Regions from separate parts of the Mus musculus genome. Here region 1 is linked to region 2. Evidence: chromatin contacts called from public capture Hi-C data. All regions are on one chromosome and are shown on one strand. Each heading gives the region's core, a stretch centred on a gene start, on an enhancer-like site or on the middle of the called end of the contact. The rest is flanking DNA. Distances are from core to core; before and after follow the strand shown.

Region 1 (5,157 bases), core at 203-2,702, 410 kb after region 2:
CTGAGCTGTCTGTTTCCCCAGCCCTCTCCTGAGCTGTCTCCCCAGCCCTCTCCTGAGCTGTCTGTCTCCCCAGCCCTCATTTTGGCTTTTTGAGGCAGGGACCCACATAGGCACATCTGACTTTGAATTCGCTCTTCAAGTAAAGCTGGTTTTAAATTCATCATCTTCCTGCCTCACTTTCCCAGGATTGGGAAATCCTTGTAATTCCAGATGGTTTCTAAATGTTTATTTCAGAATCACATGGCCTACAAAATGATGACTTATAGTCATGTGCCCGACCAAAAGGGAAGAGGATGCTCTGTGGAGGAGGAGGGGCTGGGAAGAACATTTGCAAGGAACATTGGCAGCACACCCGAGGACATTATGTTAGTACTAAGAATTACTGCTTCACTACTGGTAAACTTTTTATTATTTTATTTTTAATTTTAAATTTTTATTTAAGGTATACTTACACTTATTTCCTTGAGACAGAATATTACTATGTAACTCAAACTCACCTGAAACATTGCTATGCTGGTCTCAAACTCACCATGTAACCCAGACTGCCCTCAAACTTGTAGAAATCCTCCTGCTTCAGACTTCCAGAGTGCCAGGATTATTTATATATGTGAGGCACAGTTTCTGCTTCTGCCTTTGTTTGTTTGTTTGTTTAAATTGTTTTGTTTTGTTTTTGTTTTTCAAAACAGAGATTCTCTGTGTAGCCCTGATTGTTCCAGAAATCACTCTTTAGACCAGGCTGTCCTAGAACTCACTCTGTAGACCAGGCTACCCTTACTCTCACACAGATCCACCTGCCCCTCCTCCTGAATGCTGAGATTAAAGGCATGTGCCGCCATGCTAGGCAATTTCTGCCCTTTTCCTTTTTACAGCATTAATAAGAGCTGACCATGTTTGCAAATCACAAAAGGTTGAGATCACGTTAGGCGGCCCGAAGACTAGCTGGTTTTACCTGCTCAGGGATTCGTCAAGCCTGTTGCCAACTTTGTTTGCTTTCCTTCTTTAGATTGTTTGTAAGTACTAGAGATTGAATTTAGGGCCTCTCACATGCTGGCCTAGCATCCTACCACCCCATCACTCTGCCATGTATCGGATTCCCAGCTCCTTATAAATACCAGGGGTGGAAGAGCATGCCTGTACTCCCATTGCTTGGGAAATAGAGGGAGAGGATCAGGAGTACAAGGCCAGGCTTGGGTCAAGAGAGAAAGAGAGAGAGAAAAGAAAGAGATGAGGGAGAAGGGAAGGAAGGAGAGGAGGGCAGGGTAAGAAAGGAAGAGAAGGAAGGAAAAGAAAGAGCAAGAAAAATATCCAGGGACATTTCTTTTGGCTAACTTCCCAGATGAGTTGGCCAGAGAACAAGCAGGAAATGAAGACATAGGCAAGTAGGCATGGTGACAGTTGTTTAACAGGAGGTCATTTGCATGGGCGTGGAGGAACCTCAAGCTCAAGCAGGAACAGTGGCCCTCACCTCCGAGTGGAGGACATTGCTTGCTACTAGAACCTAAGAGGAAGGCTGCCCTGGGCACACAGATGTCTCCAAATAAGCTTGTCCTTCTGGCACAGGACGTTAGCCCAAAGTAATCCAAGAGAGAGGCCTCGGAGAATAAACACTAACCTCACTCTTTCTGGTCTCAAGGATAGTTCCATAGTGGCTCACAAACACTGTCACAGCTCTCTGTAACTCCAGGTCCAGAGGGTATGGTGCTCTCTTCTGACTCCAAGGGCACCAGGCACATGCAGACAAGCATTTGTATACATGAAAGAAAATAAATTTAATTCTTAAAAAAGTAACATGCCAGTTCTAAGTGTTAAGATTCACAGACGTTTAGCCAGACATAGTGGGACATCTTAGCACATGGAGGGACGAGGCAGGGGCAGGGACAGAGGCAGATCTCTGTGTTTGAGGCCAACCTTGTCTACAGAACAAGTTCCAGAGCAGCCAGGACAACACAGAGAAACCCTGTCTAAACAAGCAAAAACAAACATAAAATTCATGTGTTTTTTGTTTTGTTTTGTTTTGTTTGTTTTTTTTGTTTTTTGTTTTTGAGAAAGGGTTTCTCTGTGTAGCCCTGGCTGTCCTGGAACTCACTTTGTAGACCAGGCTGGCCTCAAACTCTGAAATCTGCCTGCCTCTGCCTCCACAGTGCTGGGATTAAAGGCGTGTGCCACCACTGCCCAGCTTAATGTTTTTGGCTTTTTTTTTTTTTAATGGTCTTGTTTTTATTTTTGGAATAGGATCTTACTGTGTAGCCAAGGCTAGTCTAAGGCTAATTGTGTAGCCCAGGTTGCCTTCAAACCTATGACAATTCTTCTACCCCAGTGTCCCAAATATTGGAATTATGGGTTTGAGCCACCATCCCTGGCATTATTTTTTGGTCTTTTTTTTTTTTTTTTTTTGGTTTTGTTTTGTTTTTTTTGAGACAGGGTTTCTCTGTATATCCCGGGCTGTCCTGGAACTCACTTTGTAGACCAGGCTGGCCTCGAACTCAGAAATCCACCTGCCTCTGCCTCCCGAGTGCTGGGATTAAAGGCATGCGCCACCACGCCCGGCTTGTTTTTTGGTCTTAAGATTCTCTTTCTTCATTTAAAAACAAAAACGGAGAGATGGCTCAGAAGTTGGGAGCACTGACTGCTCTTCCAGAAGACCCAGGGTCAATTCCCAGCACCTACATGACAGCTCATAACTTCTGTAACTCCAGTTCCAGGAAATCTGACATCCTCGAAGAGGCATACATGCAGGCAAAACACCAATGCAAATTAAAAAGAAAAAGTCAAAGAATCATCAGAGACTAGCAAGTACATTTGACACACAGGGGTGGTCCCCTTTTCAACTCAAATTGGGGACTTTTCATAGGATAGGACAGTATTGCAAGTCGAATGTGGTGGCATACACCTGTATTTCAAGCACTCAGGATGGAGTCAAGAGGAATGCTACAAATTCAATGGTAGCCTGGGATACAGAGCAAGTGCCAGGCCAGCCAGAGCTACAGAGTGAGACCTCACCTCATCCCACCATTAACAAAACAAACAACGACACAGAAACAAATTAAACCCCGCTATCTGCCTGCCTTTCTGTACTCTGTTATTGTTGAATGGTCAACTACAGATAAGTAAGAAAAACCACAGTTCATGAAAAGACTGAGAAGATCCAAGCATGGGGCTAGAGAGGTGACTCAGCTGTTCTGAGCACTCTCTGCTCTCCTAGAGGACCTGGGTTCCCAACACTCACAATGGCCTGTAACTCCAATCCCGAGAGATCCAATGCCCTCTGCTGGCTTTCTCTAGTACCAGGCACAAACACACACACACACACACACACACACACACACACACACAGGCAAACATTTATACACATAAAACAAAATAAATGAGAACCTAAGAAGTGGTAGAGGACCCTAACTAAGCTTCCACTTAGAGCCAGGTGGTCTTATAAATTATCTTTGAGAATTTCATCTGAAGTCCAGTTACTATGTTAAAAAAAATTAGGAATTTTTGGATAAGGCCAACTACTCTGTCCGGTGATTTCAGGAAACACATGAGAGAATATGTAAAAGTGAATTAAATCTAAACACAATTGCTGTAAAAGAATAATCCTGTTTTGAAAGAAACAAGCACAGTTTATTTTTCGAGAATGTAACCTAGAGACACTGGGTGACAGGTGTTCCTCTGTAGTGAGGTCACATTAGCTTTGTTGTCACTGAACAAAAGACAGTTATGCATCAATACATTTCTAGATTACAAGGTAGGGGGATACCAAAAGTAGATCTCTCTCCTATAACTCATTTGTTACAGTACTCTTAGCTTTTTCCTTTCCTTTTCCTTTCCTTTCCTTTCCTTTCCTTTCCTTTCCTTTCCTTTCCTTTCCTTTCCTTTCCTTTCCCCTTCCTTCCTTCCTTCCTTCCTTCCTTCCTTCCTTCCTTCCTTTCTTTCTTTCTTTCTTTCTTTCTTTCTTTCTTTCTTTCTTTCTTTCTCTTTCTTTCTTTTCTTTCTTTCTTTTCTCTCTCTCTCTCTCTCTCTCTCTCTCTCTCTCTCTCTCTCTCTCTCTTTCTTTCTTTCTTTCACCTCACCCACAAGCATCCAAGGCAGTTTTTTCTCCAGATGGTTCACAGCTGTAACCCAGTGGCCTGGTCAGGTATTCATCACTACCTGAAGGCACTCTGACCAGGTGAGTCTCAGCTAACAGGTGAATTGATACAGCCTAGAGTCTGCCCCTGTCCTCCCTGCTTAGCTCCTTTCCACAGGGTCACAAGCCTCTGCTTTCAGAACACACCACCCAGCTGGCCTTTCCAATGTCCCGGTTCTCATCTCTTTGAATAAGTGGCTGAGTGTTACCAGCCTCATTGAGAGCCGCTAAGCCTGCCTCTTCCCTTTGTTGCTTGGTATCAGTCTCATCAAGGAAAGAAACAAAGGAAACAGTCACAGGTGCCTCCTGGAAACCAAATGCCAGTCCTCGATTTGGGAATAACTGATAACCACCTTCCCACAGGCTGGGGACAGCGGCCTCTTCGGCCTCTGCTTCTCATACCACAGTCTCTCTTTGTCCCCTTTCAACAGATTCTAAGACTCAAATCTCCCCACTCCCCTAGCAGCCCTGCTCTGCCCCCCAACTCCCTAGACTCCTCCCTCACAATCCATTCTCTTAATGTCTCATGGCTAGCAGGTGACATTACAGTAGTTTATTGATGTTTTTCTGCGACAACCTGGCACCTGTGATCTGTCCTAGCTTTGAAGTGCTGAGATGACAGGTGTATATCCCCAAGCTAACGTGATTTTTTTTTTTAATTCTTTCTGTCTTCGCTCTGAATTATAACTCTTTTTCTCTTTTTTTAATTTTTAAAGGCAAAATGGAGTTTTTGTTGTACTTTTGAAAGGATGACAAAAACCCCATTTGTCTGCATTTAAGGACCAGGCCTGATTTCAAAAAGAAGACCGTAAGGTACTATCCCCAGGAACAGAACCACATGTCCCAGGGACAGACCATAAAATCCAGAAACAAGGTCACAAACCCCCCTCCCAAAGAACAGCCTGGGGCTAACCACAAAAATGGGGAAATACCTTAACTCAGAATGGGCCATCTGTGGTGGGCAGACCTAGCTCATCCTATGGTTAAATGTTCATGACATAGGAATGTAGACCACCTGTGACCCACCTCCAGCACTC
Region 2 (4,814 bases), core at 1,226-3,725:
CAGGGCCTCCTTTTATCCACCTGTTCCTCAATGACGCTGAGTTCCACCTTTCTCCACAGCGCACTAACAAGCCCCTTTGGCTTCATGTATTCTTCCATTTCTTCACCACATACTCCATCTTTCCCAGCTCTCCACCACACACTTGTCCATCAGGGTAATGCTCACAGCAGGTGACTGGATATCTTTTGTTTGGCTTTCAAGGCCCAGTGCAGCTTGGTTTAGTACTTGAGTATCTTCTCCATTTTTACTAGATTTAGTTGTGTGTGTGTGTGTGCTTGTGTGCATGTGAATATGTATAAGTGGCAGGCCAGAAGAAAGTGTTAGATCCCCTGGAGCTAAAGTTAGAACCCACCTGATCAGGGTGCTGAGGACTGACTTTGGGTCCTCTGGAAGGAAAGCAAATGATCTTAACTACTGAGCCATTTCTAAATCCCCTACCTACCAGCTTAGCTGACTATATGCTAAAACCCATTCTGATCTAATAGTGTTCTTGATTTTGTTACTGAAATAGCTTCAAGGTTAGTATTAAACCCTTCAGAGTAGGCCTGGTGTAGTGATGCACGCCTTAGTCCCAGCACTGGGGAGGCAGAGGCACACACATGCACATGTATGTACACACACTTAAGGGATGAAAAACTGATTGTAACTAGAAATCTGAAAAATACAGATTTTGTTCTTATTTATTATATCATCTAGTGTGATTTCATTAAACTAATAAACTAAATTTCCTTGTGAAATTTAGTGACAAGGGCATCTTTTTATTAAAAAAAAAAACAACTTAAAAAAATTTTTTAACATGGGTGTTTTAATTGGATGCCACATGTGTGTCTGATGCTCACAGAGGCCAGAACAGGGTATCAGATTCCCTGGTACTGTAGTTAACTAATGGCTGTGAGCTGTTGTGTATGTATTAGGAATCTGAACCCAGGTCTTCTGGAACAGCAGCCAATGTTTTAAATAACCATTTGAGTGACCTCTCCTGGCCCTGGCATTCTCTCCTTAATGAACAGAATAAAATTATAAGATTACACATATGATACAAATACATACTATGTGCTATAGGTTGAAACAGTCTGTATGGCAGAGTGTGGAGAAAAGCAATCTTTGAAAGGTAATCAGCTCATGGAGACACTGCCTTGTGAATGAAAAATCATAAAAGGGGCAGCTGTACTGGCTCCCACTCCTTTCTTTCTTTCTTTCTTTCAATTTTTTTTCCAAGACAGGGTATCTTTCTCTGTGTAGCCTTGGCTGTCCTGGAACTGGCTCTGTAGACAAGGCTGGTGTTGAACTCGGAGCTGCCTGCCTCTGCCTCCTCAGTGCTGGGATTAAAGGCATGTGCCATCACCTCTAGGTACTCTTTTCTTTAAAAAATTTTTTGAAATTAAAATATAATTACATCTTTCCTACCTCTAATCCTTCCTATGTATCTTCCCTTGCTGTCTCTCAAACTTATGGCCTTCATTTTCTTTGTTTTACACACACACTCTTAGTTATATTCCTAAATATATAAATGTAACCTGTTCTGCCCATATAGTATTACTGTTATGTAGACAACTGCAGGGCCAAACACTTGGTCCCTCCTTCTCTTTTACCATGATACACTCTAACATATTGTCATCCAACAAGAGGCCTTCACAGGCTATGGCCCATATGCCACAAACATCCCATGAACCATGTAAGCTAAATAAAGTCTTATTTACTCAGTTTCTGCTATTCTGCTATAGTAGGAGAACAGGCTACAACACTATTTCTACAGACATTTATTTCAGTTACACATATGTTAGGCTCTGGAATGCAAAGGACAATGCATTTTGGTATTGTGGGCTATAGCAAAAACAGCACCTAAACCAGTATCAGTGATCAAACCTCAACTTAGCACAAAGAGAGTTTCATGGCACTTCACCCAAACTATACCTTCAAATATTAAATAGAAATTGGTGTTTTTTTTCCCCTGAAAATAAAATCTATGAGGCCTGTGAGACAGTTCAGTGGATAAAGGGAACTGTGGCCAATAGACAACCTACATTTGAGTCCCAAGAACCCAAATGATGGGAGGAGAAACCAACTTTACAAGCTGTTCCCTGATCTCGCCATGCAAGCTGTATGCATCCTCCCTGACAGTAAGTACATGCACAAATAAATATATAAATATGCAAAAATCATGTCAGGGCATGTGTGGTAGCATACACTGTAATCCTGGTATTGTGAGGCTTTGCTTTAAAAAAATGAAAAAAAATGTTATATGTAATTTACAATGAAGAACAAACATTTCAAGTGCTAAAATAGGAAGCTGTTAATCACAATCAGGCTTCCATGGCATACAGATGTAAAGTGTCACCAAATTTATTTTTGCATAGGAACAGGCAGTTCAAATATTTTCCAAACTCAAGTACATGAGCTGAGCTGAGGAAGGCAGTGTGTCAGAGAACTTGCTGAGCAAGCAGCAAGACAGAGTGGAAAGCCCAGGCTGGGAAAGCCCAGCAAAGCCATGCAGATTCACAACCCTAGTGTTGTGGAAGACAGAGTACACTGGGACCTGCTGTTCACCAGTCTCCAGATTCAGAGAGAGAGAGAGAGAGAGAGAGAGAGACAGACAGACACACACACACAGACACACCTCCTGTCAAAAGAAACAGGGCTGAAGTGATGGAGCCAGGATATCTGGTGCCTTCCTCTGGCCCCCAGCACACATACAGGGGTGTATATGTACTTGCCTGCACACAAGTATATACCACACATATACTCTTTTTTTTTTTTTTTTTTTTAAAGGCAGAGTCTCTCTATGTAGCTCTGGCTATCCTGAATCTTTTTACACAGACCAGTCTGATCTCAAAAAAAAAAAAAAAAAAAAAGTCACAAAGATCTGCCTGCTTCTGCCTTCTGAGTGCTGAGATTAAAAATGTGTGATATCATGCCTGGCTCATACAGATTCCTTTTTTAAATGGAGACAGAACAAATGTACACTATACACGTTAAAAATATACATTCTGATAGATTTTATAAAAATAAAAGGCGTGGGGGCTGGAGAGATGGCTCAGTGGTTAAGAGCACTGACTGCTCTTCTGAAGGTCCTGAGTTCAATTCCCAGCAACCATATGGTGGCTCACAACCATCTGTATCGAGATCTGGCGCCCTCTTCTGGAGTGTCTGAAGGCAGCTTCAGTGTACTTACATTAAATCAATCAATCAATCAATCAATCAATCAATCAATCTTAAAAAAAAAAAAAAAAAAAAGGGCATGCGCCACCACGTGGTGGCACACTCCTTTAATCCCAGCACTTGGGAGGCAGAGGCAGGTGAATTTCTGAGTTCGAGGCCAGCCTGGTCTACAGAGTGAGTTCCAGGACAGCCAGGGCTACACAGATTAACCCTGTCTTGAAACCACCAACCCCCCCCCAATAAAAAAATAAACGTGTTAATTACCATTGAGATGAGACACAGAACGTTACTCTAGGAAGTCAGTCTTTTACCAGAGCAATTACCCTCCTGAATGTTTAGAGCTACAGTTTTAGCTTTTCCTATTTTTGAGCTTAATGAGAACAGGATTACTGCAGAATGTCCTCTTGCAGGTCTGGCATTGTTAGCTCTACATTACATCTAGTGTTTCTTCCACGCTGTTAATGAATGTGGAGTAACCAAACTGCTAAAGTGATATGTGTTATTCTATTGTACGAATATACCACAATTTGTTCTAATGTTAGTATAATACTAAAGTTGTCAGTCTGAGATAATTATAAATAATACACAGTGGTGACACATGTCTTTAATCCCAGCATTTGGGAAGCAGAGGTAGGTGGACCTCTGTGAATTCAAGTCTATAGAGTAAGATCCAGTACAGCCAGGGCTACCCTGTCTCAAAAAACCAAAACCAAACCAAACCAAACCAAACCCAGTATCTCCCACAAGTACTATTACTATTACTTTGGATGGGGTCTTACTGTATAACCCAACCTTGTCTAAACCTGTTGGGTCTTTATGCATCACCCCCTAAGTGTTTGGATTACAGTAGTATCCTAACCATGTCTGGCTTACTCTAACTTAATACTCTTTTTGTTTTGTTTCCAGGGGATCTAAGACCTTCCATTGACTTCTATGACACTTGCACACATACATGAATACACATACTCAAACATACATTAATAAAAATAAAACAAATTCCTTTTAAAAAATGAGGCTGATGGTTTTGTTTCTTGAAACAGGGTCTCACTATGTAACCCTGGCTGCCTCAAATTCTCCATGTAGACCCAATCTGACCTCAAACTTACAGAGACCTGTTTACCTCTGTCTCCTAAGTGCCGAGATTAAAAATGTGTCCCACCACACCTGGCACAGCTTAAGAGCGCTTGCTCTCTTTCAGAAGACTAGAGTTCAGTTCTGTGAACCCATGTTAAACAGCTTACAACCTCCTGTAACTTCAGCTCCAGGGGATCTAAGACCTTCCATTGACTTCTATGACACTTGCACACAGACATGAATACACATACTCAAACATACATTAATAAAAATAAAACAAATTCCTTTTAAAAAATGGGGCTGATGGTTGAATCCGTAAAGCACTTGTTGCATAAGGTTTTTAAGGTTTGTATCTAATAATTTTATTATGGGTTGGAAAAGATTAAAATACCTTTTTGTTTGTTTTGTTTTTCAAGACAGGGTTTTGCTGTGTAGTTCTGGCTGTCCTGGAACTCTCTCTGTACACCAGGCTGTCCTCAAACTCACAGAGATCCACCTGCTTCTGCCACACAAGTGCTGGGATTAAAGGTATTTATATTTACTACTACCGCCCTGCTAAAATACATCTTTAAAATGACATT

The links. Capture Hi-C pulls out chosen DNA fragments and counts their contacts.
Region 1: a capture Hi-C map of bone marrow-derived macrophages shows a contact between it and region 2, with 10 times the contacts expected there. The contact joins two enhancer-like sites. A contact is called at or near these places in 1 of 484 Hi-C or Micro-C datasets (cortical neurons), 3 of 115 datasets of contacts at active chromatin or transcription factors (large pre-B cells, microglia and pancreatic cancer cells) and 1 of 9 other capture datasets (bone marrow-derived macrophages).

Annotation. Positions count from the first base shown.
Region 1 is chr11:87,025,294-87,030,450 of GRCm38.p6, forward strand. No RefSeq gene overlaps it. Among named protein-coding and RNA genes, the nearest start is that of Ypel2, 34 kb to the left of the region's middle. Within about 2 kb of position 1,453, at least 91 of the 459 cell types and tissues checked have an H3K27ac peak or open chromatin away from gene starts, as enhancers often do. A contact at or near this core is called in bone marrow-derived macrophages, where this site is marked.
Region 2 is chr11:86,616,281-86,621,094 of GRCm38.p6, forward strand. The region is part of intron 7 of Vmp1 (vacuole membrane protein 1); the gene reads right to left. Gm51914 (a long non-coding RNA gene) reads left to right here. Exons shown (of 3, transcript XR_003949749.1): 2 at 1,972-2,120; 3 at 4,066-4,162. Among named protein-coding and RNA genes, the nearest start is that of Gm51914, 5.2 kb to the left of the region's middle. Within about 2 kb of position 2,476, at least 11 of the 459 cell types and tissues checked have an H3K27ac peak or open chromatin away from gene starts, as enhancers often do. A contact at or near this core is called in bone marrow-derived macrophages, where this site is marked.